2 separate regions of the Rattus norvegicus genome follow, and region 1 is linked to region 2. The links are chromatin contacts, called in public Hi-C maps. All regions are on one chromosome and are shown on one strand. The core of a region is the stretch at or near the end of the contact, and the rest is flanking DNA. Distances in the headings are between cores, read along the strand shown. Region 1 holds the start of Actn4 (actinin alpha 4). Region 2 holds the start of Hnrnpl (heterogeneous nuclear ribonucleoprotein L).

Region 1 (6,341 bases), core at 2,634-5,133, 150 kb before region 2:
CACTGGCTCCTTCTGGAGCCGAGTGAAACCTGCAGGAGAGGAGGCTGAGTCATGGAGATGAGGAATGTGGGGATAGTACAGCAGACAGATAACACGCTGCAAAGGCCTTGGAGGCTTAGGATCATTTGGGCAGGAGGCAGGAACAGCAAGGAGGCCAGCACACTAGGGAGAGTGGCAGGTAAGCTGAGAGGAAAATAGGGACCTGGATGTGGAGGACCCGGGTCTCACTGAGAACCCAGGGCTTCCATTGTTTTTTTTTTTTTTTTTTTTGGTTCTTTTTTTCGGAGCTGGGGACCGAACCCAGGGCCTTGCGCTTCCTAGGCAAGCGCTCTACCACTGAGCCAAATCCCCAACCCCCCATAGTTTTATTAAATATACTCTCCTACGATTTTGAAGGCTATGCTGGCATAAAGAATAAAATTTCCACTTGAAAGAAAATATGTGGAGTAGAGCTTTAATCCCCGCACTGCTGAGGCTGCCCAGGCTTATCTCTGAGTTTGAGGCCAGCCTGGTCTACAGAGTGAGTTTCAGAACTGCCAGGGCTTCATAGAGAAAACCTGTCTTGACAACCCCTCCTCCACCCCCCCACCCCACACACACACCATGGAAGGAAGAAAGGAAGGGGAGGGAATCCCAGGAACCTTGGGAGACTGCAACTGAAGCATCTCAAGTCAGGGGCCAGTGTGCAGCATAGTGAAACTCTATCTCAAAGTACAAAATCAAAAAAAAGGGTAGAGTAGAAGGGGTTGGGGATTTAGCTCAGTGGTAGAGCGCTTGCCTAGCAAGCACAAGGCCCTGAGTTTGGTCTCCAGCTCCGGGAAAAAGAAAAAAAAGAAAAAAAGAAAAAAAAGGGTAGAGAGCTTGCCTAGCAGGCCCTAACTGTAACCTCCAGTTCAGAGGAAAACAAAACAAAATTCCACAAAAAGAGAGGGTAGCAGGCAACATGGCCCAGGGTGAAGGTCCAACCCAAGATCCCAGTGGTGGAAGAGGAACAAAACTTTCGGAGATTAGAAAAGGGAATTACTTGGGAAGGGATTAGGGAGAGGGAGGACAGGAGGCTAACGGGTGGATATAGTCATCAAAGTCTAGGACACGGATGATGAAATGCCATAAGGAAACTGAATCTGACAGGCTCAGGGTAAGGTTGAGGAGAAAGGGCTTTTTGTTTTGTTTTGCTTTTTTGAAACAGGATTTCACTGTGCAGCCTTGGCTATCCCGGAACTCACTCTGTACACCAGGCTGGCCTTGAATTCACCACAGAAATCCACCTGCCTCTGCCTCCCCAGTGCTGGGACTAAAGGCATGTGCTACCAGGGGAGGTTTTTATTGTAGGTCTGAGAGAGAGCACAGCCAGAGGCACCTGGAAGAGTCCCGAGCACCCAGGGAAAGTAGTCGACTAAACCTGATTAGGAGACTGAGCCAGGCCATGAGAGGAGGGGGAGGGGAGGAGAGCAAGAGAGCAGAGGGAGAGAAAGCAGAGAACAGAGGTTGAGAGAACCAAGAGCCAAGAGGGCAAAGGGCTTGTAAGCCCAAGGGCGGGATTATAGGAATGAGGAGGGCTGAGAGGAGTTTAGGTAATCCTGGAGCTAAGAAGCCTCCGTGCCCTTTGGTATGCTAATATGCACCCCAGTTAGCCGTTTGTCCTGAGTTTCTTTTGGATCTGGCAGAATCCCATTCCTTCCGTGCAATTATATTTTCTGTATTTAAATATCTAGATTCATTATGTTTCCTTTTGTAAAAGGACATACGTGGGAGTCAGAGGACAACTTCTGCAAGATGGTTGGTCCTTTGACCTTACATGTCTCAGGGATTGAATTATGGTTGTCAGCCTGGGCCACCAGGACCTTTACCTGTATGTGAGCCATCACATTGAGTCTCAACTAATAAAAATTTTCTAAATTACTAAGGAAGGGCGGGTTTAAACCAGGAAAAAGCAACCCCACCCAGCAGCCTTTCCAGCTTTTCTGACTTCTAAGAGTGGAGACACAGGAGGTTCAGAGTTGAGCAGGGAGGGCTGTGGTCTGACTCGGGTGTCTGACCCAGCAGTGCTCTGCTAAGGATGTGTATGGCTCTTCTGAGTTCCACACTAGGCAGGGTAGAAGAGTGTGATCCTGTTAGGAGAAAAAAAGACAGAGAAGGGGAGGGAAAGGAAAAAAAAAGAAAGCAAAAGAAAAGGAGGGACCAGAGTTCAGGAGGTAGCAGGAGATAGATTCGTGGTCAAAGGTCATCTCCTACATAGTGAGTTGGTGGCAGGCCTGGGCTACTTATTAAGACCCAGTTTCAAACAAAACAAAACCAACACCTCCAAACGCTTCCATTTGCAGTGGAGCTGCTCAACCTGAGCCTGACCCCTAGGATCCCAGGTAGTAAAAACACTGAATCAACTCTGACCTCCACATGTGACATGTGCACCTCTGCCCCACACAATACATACATGTAAATTTAAAAGAAATCAAATGACAATAACAAACTGGGGCTGGAGACAGAGGTGGGAGGGCAGGAAGAAGGCTGTTGGAGTGGTGGATGCTGACTACCTCTTTTTAAGAAGCCCTGTGAGTTTCTTTCTCTCTCTCTCTCTCTCTCTCTCTCTCTCTCTCTCTCTCTCTCTCTCCCTCTCTCTCCCTCTCTCTCCCTCTCTCTCCCTCTCTCTCCCTCTCTCTCCCTCTCTCTCCCTCTCTCTCCCTCAGACAGAGTTTTCCTGATTGTCCTAGAACTCACTCTGTCAACCCAGGCTGGCCTCAAACTCAGAGTTCTGCCTGCTTCTGCCTCCTGAGTGCTGGGGTTAATACACCACCATGTGGGGTTGGGGATTTGGCTCAGTGGTAGAGCGTTTGCCTAGCAACCGCAAAGCCCTGGGTTCGGTCCCCAGCTCCGAAAAAAAGAAAAAAGAAAAAAAAAATCACCATGCCTGGTTTCCATGTTTCTTACCGTTGCCCATCTCTCTTACAAACTTAGTCATTTGATAATTGACCTGGTTTATCATGCCGTCTGTAGTTGGAAAGTGGATGCACATAGTAGGGGCTCAGTGTTTGCTGAGTGAACAAAGATAGACAAGTCCAAAAAGATCCCTTGCCTTCCCCGGCTAGCTAGCTATTCCAATCTAATCTAACTCGATGTCTATTTTGTGAATCTTTCAGAGTTTCTCTAACTATCTACTTTTTCTATGAAGCCCATCTGAAGATTTTATAAATCCAGTCCATTCTAGAGTTCCTTTTCTTTTTTCATTTTTTTTTTAGACAGGGTCCTCATGTATCCCACGCTAGACTCAAACTCGCTGTGTGCCAAGTCTGGCCTTGAATCCTGTCCACACCTCCAGTTGGGAATTTAAGGTATGTGTCACCACCATGCCCAGTTTTAAGCTCCATTATTTAATTTAAGACGGGTATCCCTGTGTAACCCAAGCTCCAACATGTTATCAGGCTTTCAGTCTTAGCGGCCTGAAAACAGAGACCCCTATGTACCATCGTGCAAGGTTTATTGTATATTGTTTCAAAAGGGTGGGGACTTTTTCTGACTTCTTTAGTTCTAAGACAGAAAACACGGTTAAGTACATAGTAGGTCACCAAATAAATTTTGATTACGTCTGAATGGCTGAATGAGAACACATTCCACCTCGAGAAACAGGTTAAAGCCGGATGACGAGCCCCGCCTTATGAATCATTCATGATTGGGCCCCGCCCACCCGGGGGGGGGGTTGACGCGCGCGTTCACGCTAGAGAAGCGCTTGGGCTCCCACGCTGGGCGGGCGGCCGGAGGTGCATTCTGCGCCGGCGCCGAGCACCCGGGGGCGGGCTCGCCTTTTTAGGTGCGCGCGCGCGGGAGGGCGGTGGCGGTGGCGGCGCAGTGCGCAGGCGCGGCGAGTGAACTGCGCAGGCGTCAGTCTTGGGCGGGCTGAAAGCAGCTGAAGCGGCGGCCGAGTCGTAGGCTCCGACATAGGGGCGGGAGCTGAGCGGTAGCGGACCGGCTGGCGGGCTAGCGAAAGGCGGCGGGATGGTGGACTATCACGCGGCGAACCAGGCGTACCAGTACGGCCCAAGCAGCGGCGGCAATGGCACGGGCGGCGGCGGAGGCATGGGCGACTACATGGCCCAGGAGGATGACTGGGACCGGGACCTGCTGTTGGACCCGGCCTGGGAGAAGCAGCAGCGCAAGGTGCGCGGCCCGTGATCCGGGCTGGATGGCGTCCTGCGCGGGGAGGGGAGGTCTGGAGGGGGTCCTAGGAAACAATTGGCGGGTCCGGGAACGAGTTTGGAGTCCCGGAGAGGGATTACAGAGCTTAAAGAAGCAATTGGGAATCTGGAGGGGGAGGGGGGAAGTGGCGGCCAGGTATGAGACACGGGGAACTGGGGCAAACGAGAAGACGACTCGGGAGGTTGAAATGGAACTGCGTTTTAAGGCGAGATTGTAGGGTCAAAGGAAGCATTGGTAGGGCCCAGGCAAGCAATGGGGTCCGGGAAGGGAACTGGTGAGCCCGGATAGTATTTGGCGGTTTGGGAATCTGTGTGGAGGAGATGGTCTGGAGTGCAGAGAATCTGAAGAAGAGATTGGAATTGCTGGAAGCCGTGTCTCTGTGTGTGTGTGTGTGTGTGTGTGTGTGTGTGTGTGTGTGTGTGTGTGTGTGTTGGATGGGTGGTTCTAGAAGAGATGAAGAATCAGGAAAGATAAAGAAGGGCCACTAAGGAGAGGATTGTGGAATCCTGAGACGGGAGGGAGGACCAGGGAGTCTACATGGACTTGAAGTATGAGGTGGCTAGGTGTTAAGATGGTCGATGGGACTAGGGGTCTGAGAAGGTAGGTGTTTAGGGCAGAAGTTAGGGGCCTAGGAACAGATGTCTGTGAAGGGGGTGAGGTTTATTGAGGGTGCCTTGCTGTTAGAGGATAAGGGGCACAATTAGAATTGATGGGGAGGCTTTGAAGAAGGGAGAGGCAGTGAAACAGTAAAGGTTCCAGGCCCACGGGAAAATAGTTCAATAAGAGTGAGAACAGTAGGAGCCGGAGGATAATGGGAGGAGGTTAGTTTGGGAAAATGGAAGTCTGATTAGAAAGGCCCTGGGTAATGCAGGGCCTGAGGAAGAAATGAGTGTCCTGGGAGAGTAGGTAAGTACTTTTGATGGAGACGATAGGTGAAGGGGTACTAAAGCAGTATTTCCCGTTGGTATTCAGGGGCGTGGAGGCAGTGTACAAGGGAAGCCACGGTATGGAGGAGGTTCGAGGAGGAGGCCGGGGCGGTTGAAAAGGAAACTCGGAGTGATGGGAGAGAGGGTGTGAGGATGTGCAGGGAGAGCTAAAGAAGGGTGCGTGGGGGTGGCTCACAAGTGTGTGAAGAGGGTGGCAATTTAAAATTGAAATCAGAAGCGGTTTCACGCGTTCTAGAGGTCGAGGGTTTCCAGATTTGTAGCTTACTGATGGGCACTGGCTTTTGGATGAAGCCCTTGCTCTTAGGGCGATCAGAAGTGTGCTTTTGGTGACTCTGCCCACAGAATGTGCATGGAGTTGGGACTTTGGGAGCTGGGCCCTGAGGGTATGGGAGAGAGCCGGTTTGGTGACATTTCCCAGACACCCCCCCCGGGGGGGGGGCAGGGAAGTTACTATATGGCTGGGCCCAAGCACCCAGTCTGGAGGGTCGATGGTGGAAGAAGCCGCTGTGACTTGGGAAGCCTGAGGTGGGACCTGGTGTAACCTTGGCTCAATCATAATGTCAGCTTGTATGCTCTCAGCCGTCACTAATGGGGTGGAAGTCAGCAGTGGTGTAAGGATGGCATCTTACACCTTTTTTTAACCTAAAAGTGGGTGTGTGAAACAGTTGAGGAATGATAGCTGAGAGACGAGTGCATTTTGAAAGGCAGGGGAGATCTAGTCTGGATCTCAACAATTATTTATTCCCCGAGGCCATGTGAGATTGGAAAAGGTTGAAAGTTGCCAAAAGACTTGGAAAGCTGGAAGGAAACGGGGTCACAGCGTTGACTTTGAGAGTGTCTTGGATCTTTAGGGAAAAGTGCTATGCCCCCGTCCCTTTTCTCTGTATAACAGGAGTAGGGACCATCCTCCTTTCACAAGTACCAACCTCTGGTGTCCCCCCTTTTTTCCATGCCACTCTTTAGGGTGCATGGTGAGACTGGTATGTGTTCAGATCCTGGACAGGAACCAGGACTCACCAGAGCCCTCATGGCTGCCTGTGTCACTTTCCCCGGCTCCTTCCTGGTTCCCTTCTTTCCCAGCCAGGAAAGGCCGAGGAACAGGGTGGCTCTCAATGTTCTCTAAAGTTGCTTCAGCAGCTCTGGAAGGGCCCTGCTCGAGTGTGCTTGCTTTATAACCTACTCCAGCAAATATTTACACTTCGC
Region 2 (6,392 bases), core at 1,144-3,643:
GAACCACAGGGGTGGGGGGGGGTAGAAATGGGGGAATAAGGAACTAAAACTTGAAACACTGCCAGAGTGAACTGAGTCACAGGATACAGTCATACAGTCACAGAGCCCGCACTGCTCAGAACCAGACAGCAGTGACACTCAGGGACGCTAAGGCGCTCTAACCCTGGCATCAAGAAGTACCTGATGGGTCCAAATTCTTGCAGGGCTTCCACAAGGTCGGCTTCCACCACCCCGTCAATCAGGCCCCTGATGTGAACAACTGGGGAGGCAGGGGTTTTGTGGGGGTCATCGTAGTTCTCCTGAAAAAGATAGACACAGTGAGAAGAGGGACCCCAATACAGTGGCAACTGATCACCAAAAGCCTCAAGGCTTAGTGATAAGCAAGGCTAAATGTAGGGCAATCCAGAGCTCACACTCTGACACATCCTGGAATCCAACTCCGAGTCAAAGTACAGCAGGAAGGGCGGCTTAGAAAGGGGCCACCCCCACAGGAAGAGCTAGTCTTAAGAATGCTCTCTGCATGTGCTCTAGCTTCTTTGTGTCTGCACTGGCTAGGCAAGCTGTGGTCATCTAATGAATGACTGAAACCACAAGTCACCTTCAGGTCCAGTCAGGGCAAAAGACCAAGTGTTTCCAGACACATGGCTTCCAGGACAATATGCCCTTCCTGTCTTACTCTCTCTATGCTAAGGTCTTCCACACTCAACTATCCCAACCTGTAAGATCTACCACAGCTCCTCTTCCTCCTCCTCCTCCTCCTCCGCCTCCTAGACTCTGGGCCCATGCTCCTGCCTGAAGATCACTGGGCAGAAACCTATGAACCTTAGTGGGTTCTTTCTCAGGCGTGAACCACACAAGGCACACCCTTCCTGGCTGTTTCCAGTCGAGGTTTGTCTTCTACAGCCTTGACTTCTAACCCTAGCCCTGTCAATCACTTGTGAGCCTCAACCCAATTTACCCAGTGTCTTTTCTGCTTTGTAAAGGGGCTCTATAAAATCCCCCACGCCACCAACACCAAACGAGAGGTATCTCTCATCTTAAATTATTGGGAACGGGGGTAAGCACACCACATAACCCATCTCTGAGATGTTCAGAGAACAACCTTTTGAAGCCTGTTCTCTCCTACCTCATGAGCTGCAGTCGTCTAGCTTGGCAGTTAACATACCAGACCTAACTAAAACGTCTTCAAATACTCGAAAAATCTAACATTTTAACAAAAGGGAGAAGGTAATAAATGCCTACAGCACGAGAAGCAGCCCGAAGAAGAGAGCACTGTTTGTTTGGCTTGTAGAGGAGTCTCACTACATACCCTTGCCTGGCCTGGAATTAATTATGCAGAGGAGGCTGGCCTCAAACTCAAAGAGATTTTGCCGGCCTTGGCCCCAGACCGCTGAAATTAAAGGCCTGTGACACTATGACCACAGCGAGGACTTTAATAAAAACTTTTGAAAGGAATGCAGACCGCACCCTAATTCAGAAATGACAATCGTGACCTTCAGAAGACTAAACAGGCTGATGGCCTCCGTCTATGGCCACCGGACCATATATAATTTAGTTTATAAATTCCCCTCTGCAGGAACCCTGAGCAAACCGAGTGATAAATTTCTAAGCTTGACTCAATTTCCAAACAGTTGTCTTTCATAAACCGTCTTCCGTTTTACAAAGCACACAGCAGAAGAGGTTAGTTTGGTCTGGGAACTTCTATATGGATGCGATCGCGATTAAGACTAAGGCCATCAGGTCAGGCCTGCGCCCACCCGCTTCCCGCTCACTAAAGCTAGTTGTAGAAACGCGCTTGCGCATAGGGACACAGAAAGAAAAAAGGGGGGGGGAGACGGGCCGGCCGCGTGCCTAGGCCCCCCACATGCCGGCCCGCGGCGCCTGCGCACTGCAGTGCCTGCAGAGCCAGCCGCTTCCTCCGCCCCCTCAAGCCCCGCTTTGGATTGCGCGCACGCGCAAGTGCCTGTCCTCGCGCAAACCCCGCCGTTTGCCCAACGCCTGCCCCTCCCCCACCCCACCAAAAACCGCGAGGGCTGCAGCGCGTGCGCACAGATTTCCCCCCCCCCCGTAAAAATAAATAGCTTTAAAGTACGAAATTTCCCTTTCCTTCCGGGAGTCTAAAGCCCCAGCCTCACCCCGCCGCCGCCGCCCGCCGCCCCGGATCCTCCACCGCCGCCTCCTCCGTGTTGGTCGCCGGCGTTTTCAGTCTTCAGCCGTTTAGGGGCTCGGCCTCCCTCGTTGCCGCCGCCGTAATAGCGACCACCGCCGCCTCCGCCGCCCGCCGCCGCCATCTTCACCATCGCTCCCGCCCGCCTCAGCTGCTCGTCCGGCTGCTGCCTCTGCTCGAGCCGCCGACGCCGCTTCTCCGCCCGGGGCAGCAGCCTCCGCGACATGGCGGCGCAGAACCCGCCTCCCCCCGCCTCTCATTGGGGGAGGGACACGCCCGTCACTCGCCGCCCCCACCCGATAGGGGGAGCCACTGGCCCTAGCTTGGGGGGAGGGGAAGTTTCCATACGGCTCATTTCTATTGGATAGTACGCACGCCGTTCTATTGGAAAGACCGCCCCCACTCGCCAGTCGCACTCCTTATAGGTGGATGCTTCCTGACAGTCATTCCGTCAGGCCCCACCTCCTTAAAATAAACTCTGATTTAATAGGCCAGGTTTTTGGGATCGCTCCGCCTTCCCACAGACAGCAAATGGAAGTGGGCCTCCGAAGCTCCGCCTCCTTCCTGCTCTCATTGGTTTCCTAGCTAATCGGTCACTCTGAAATCCTTGAGTCTCCCAGTCACAGCGACCATCTTCCCGCGCCACTCCGCTGGGATACAAGAAAGGCCTTCCCTCTTGAGTTCCCGCAATGGGTCCCGCAGGTGCTCGTCTCCTACGTCACCACTCGATTGGTCAATGGAGAGTGGAAAGAATACCCTCTTGCCAGATGGTATAGAATGACTGATAGCTTCTGATTGGTGAAAAAGGAGAGCCCGTAGGCGCTCTCTGGCGCAATCTAGGAACGGTCCCCGTAAAGGGCGCATGCGCTACTGTACTTTGGGGGGGGGGGGTCTCCGTAAAAGAGGTGACTCTCAGGGATAAGACTACTGGACTACCCAGACGATCTTTTGCGTGCCTGTTGTTTGCAAGCTCCCCAACTCTAGACCAAGACAGCAATTTAAAGCAGCTATAACCCATTAGAACGTTTACTTCACCTTTACTCTATCCTAAACTGGAAGTTACTCTTTTTTTTAAAAGAGAACCTCCAAATCTGAGCACTTCTCACTAATAAAGCACTCGGTGCCTAACAGGCACCGTCATTTCACCCTAAATTCAGTCACCTTGGCAGATCTTTATAGTTTAACTCGGTTCGCACGAGGCAGCTGAGCACCCCGCGTTCTCGAGAGTGCTTTGTGGCCTAGACTCGCTCCTTGGAGATTGCCTTGAAGCGATTGGTCTCCCTCCGAGGATCCTGGAAGCCTGAAGTGAGCGAGCAGGGAACGCACTGACACTAGGGAGTCAGACTCTGCGACGTAGCTCAGCAATGGAGCGCTTGCCTAGCACAGACACGGCACATCTCTACCCCGGCCACACACAGACACACACAGGTCTTCAGACGGTTTAAGATTCACAGGCCGCCCCAAAACGTGCTGTGGCCTTTCCACCAGGTCATTCCCAAAGCGGACATCCGCTTGGGACTAAGTTTGAAATGTGAGTAAAAGCTCAGAGAACGGAACCCCGTGTGTTGGGAGAAGTTTTGAGCATGGCGTGGTGGTTGCAAGCCTATAATTCCAGCGCTCTGGAGTCGGGCAGGACTGCCTTGAGTTCGGGGCTTTCCTGGGCTACCCAGGGATTCTCCTAATTAAAAAAGTTTGGAAGCGGTGGAGGCTGATGAGGATATAAATGGACCTCCACCAATTTCACCGGACACACACACTCCAAAGCAGGAACTCCCAAGATGGGGTACGCCGCCGCGGCGCAGCAGGTGACGCGCGGGGGCGGGGGGCGGGCCGCTCCCGCAGAAGGGCGGGGTCCCGCGTCGACGTCAGAGGCGGTAGTGGGGGAGGGGAGCGGGAGGTCTCCTATCCTCCCCTTTGCCGGGCCCCGACGCCCCTCACTCCGGCGGGCTGTCCGCACTAGGCTAGACCGTGTTCACTGCTAGCGGCTCGTACACTACCCGCGCTCGGGGCGGCTTCTGGTGCCGGTGCCCGCTGCTCCCGCACCCTGACCCCCGCCCTCCCGCCGGCGCGGCGTGCGTCCCGCTGGTCCCCCCACCCTCCCACGTCCCTCCCGGACCCCTTGCCCTGTCCCCTACCAGCTCGGCGGCGAGCTTGGCCGGCCGTCCGGGATCGAAAAGAGCAGACACTGGGAAGTTTTGGGGGAGGGAGGGGCGGACCTTAAAGGGACCACGACCTCTTTTCACTAGGGGAAAGGGGGACTGAGGGAGATACCGAGTCTGGAACAGAATGGGAAGAACTTTGAGCGGCTGTGTTTGTTCGGGCTCCGTGTTCTTGCTCACCCTCCATCCCACTTTCCACCCTACCCAGGGAAATAAGTCCTCTAGTGGTTTGTGGTTTACGTGGCACTTTCCCCCATTTGCCGAGTGATTTGGAGATAAATGTAGACATGTTTGTTGTGCAAATGGGTAAGCAGGCTCAGAGGACCTAAGATGCCACAAGCTGCTGTTTGACATGGAAACTGATGCAGGGTGAACCATGGCTAAGCACAGGGGTTATACCCCACGCTCAGGTTCAGCTATGCAGCTGAGGAGGGAGTTTTGAATTTAAGGACAGCTTAGGGGTGTCCACACGTAGGTCATCTGACTCTAACAGCTCCTGTAAACCGCCACCTACCCAAATCTGCCTGCTGAGGTCAGAAGAGGGTCCGATCGATCGCCAGGGACTGGAGTTACCCACCCGCTGGTTGTGAGCTGACGTGTGGGTGCTGGGAATTGAACCCCTGGCCCTCTTCAGAAGCAACAAGTGCTTTTAACGGCTGAAGCAACTCTCCAGTCTAGTTCTGTCTTTGCTCCCTTTCATCCAACTGCCTTTGACTCCAGTGGCACCTCTTAGCCATTTTAGTCTGTAAGCCTCCTCACAGTCTTAATTATGTATACTGCCTGAGAGAAACGGGTGTGGGCAAGCAACAACTGCCCTGTCACAGAAACTCCCTCTTTTTGTTCCCAAGGTTATAGCCAAGGAAAGAAGTAATGAAAGCAGGCCAGGAAACTGGAACACTTTGCCTTAAAGGCTACCTGGAGGGCCATGGATTCCCGTCGAATGCTGGGACCACAGTGGGACAGAAAGGGTTATGAAATGAGCCTCCTTGCTGTTGGCCTGCTAAATTGGCTAATCCTCCCTAGTGGTACAAGGACAAAGCCAGCTCAGCTACTGAAGCCGCTTCTTGATGTAGTCTAACCTTGAAACCTGGCCTCCTAGCCAGAACTTCAGGGTGCCATCAGCACACCTCACTTCTCCGCTCTTGAAGTAGTCTCAGTTCTCGGAGAACTGAGTATGAGGCCATCCTCCAATTGTAATGCATCGAGGACCAGCCTGAGCACATGAGATCCTGTCTTCTCAAGAAACAAGAACAAGGGCTGGAGGGATGGCTCAGAGGTCAAGAACACTGACTGCTCTTCCCGAGGTCCTGAGTTCAAATCCCAGCAACCACATGGTGGCTTACAACCATCTGTAATGAGATCTGATGCCCTCTTCTGCTGTGTCTGAAGACAGTGAAAGTGTGCGCTTATATAGAATAAATAAATCTTTTTAAAAAAGAAACACAAACAAACAAACAAATCAAGGTAATCCAGCCAGAGTGACTGGCCAGACAGGCAAGCTGCTTGGTCCATGAACCTGGTGATGTGATTATATTCCCCAGAGCCCAGTAATAATGGAGAGAACTGACTCCACCCCTGACAGCCACACATGTACCATCGCCCCCAAACCCCACCCCTACCCATGCACACACAAATACATAAACATCATAAATAAAACCCTTCCAGGGCCAGGGCTGTGGCACAGCTTGCTAGGATCCTCCAGTGAGAGGCTGGGAAGCGGCAGAGCTCCTGCATATTGTGTACAGGACGGAGACTTCCATACACAGCACTACAGTGAGCAAATCAACACTTGCAGACTGGAGAGAGATGGCTTAGCAGCTCAAGTTTCCTTGGCTGCTTTCCCGGAAGATTCGGGTTCAACTCCCAATACCTTCATGGTGATTCCAATTCCCTGGGGATTCTATACACTCTCCTGACTTCCCCAAGCATGAGGCATACACACCATGCACAGGTATTCATGCAGGCCAAACACTCATTACATACAATAAAGATTTTCAATATATTGAAATATAATTAAACATATATTTTAAAAACCTCCTCCTCGGGGTTGGGGATTTAGCTCAGCG

Evidence for each region. Hi-C and Micro-C count contacts between places; a contact is called where the count stands out from the background.
Region 1: a Hi-C map of mammary epithelial cells shows a contact between it and region 2, with 2.2 times the contacts expected there. The contact joins the promoter of Actn4 here to the promoter of Hnrnpl in region 2. A contact is called at or near these places in 1 of 12 Hi-C or Micro-C datasets (mammary epithelial cells) and 1 of 1 datasets of contacts at active chromatin or transcription factors (oligodendrocytes).

Annotation. Positions count from the first base shown.
Region 1 is chr1:93,376,862-93,383,202 of GRCr8, reverse strand. It overlaps Actn4 (actinin alpha 4), which reads left to right and starts at 3,883. Exons shown (of 21, transcript NM_031675.2): 1 at 3,883-4,152. The coding sequence starts at 3,991. All of the region lies in intron 1 of LOC103689966 (MARCKS-related protein-like), which reads right to left.
Region 2 is chr1:93,224,402-93,230,793 of GRCr8, reverse strand. It overlaps Hnrnpl (heterogeneous nuclear ribonucleoprotein L), which reads right to left and starts at 2,393. Exons shown (of 13, transcript NM_032619.2): 1 at 2,136-2,393; 2 at 181-299. The coding sequence starts at 2,393. The region is part of intron 1 of LOC103689966 (MARCKS-related protein-like); the gene reads right to left. It overlaps LOC134483092 (a long non-coding RNA gene), which reads left to right and starts at 2,772. Exons shown (of 2, transcript XR_010059955.1): 1 at 2,772-3,972; 2 at 5,175-5,785.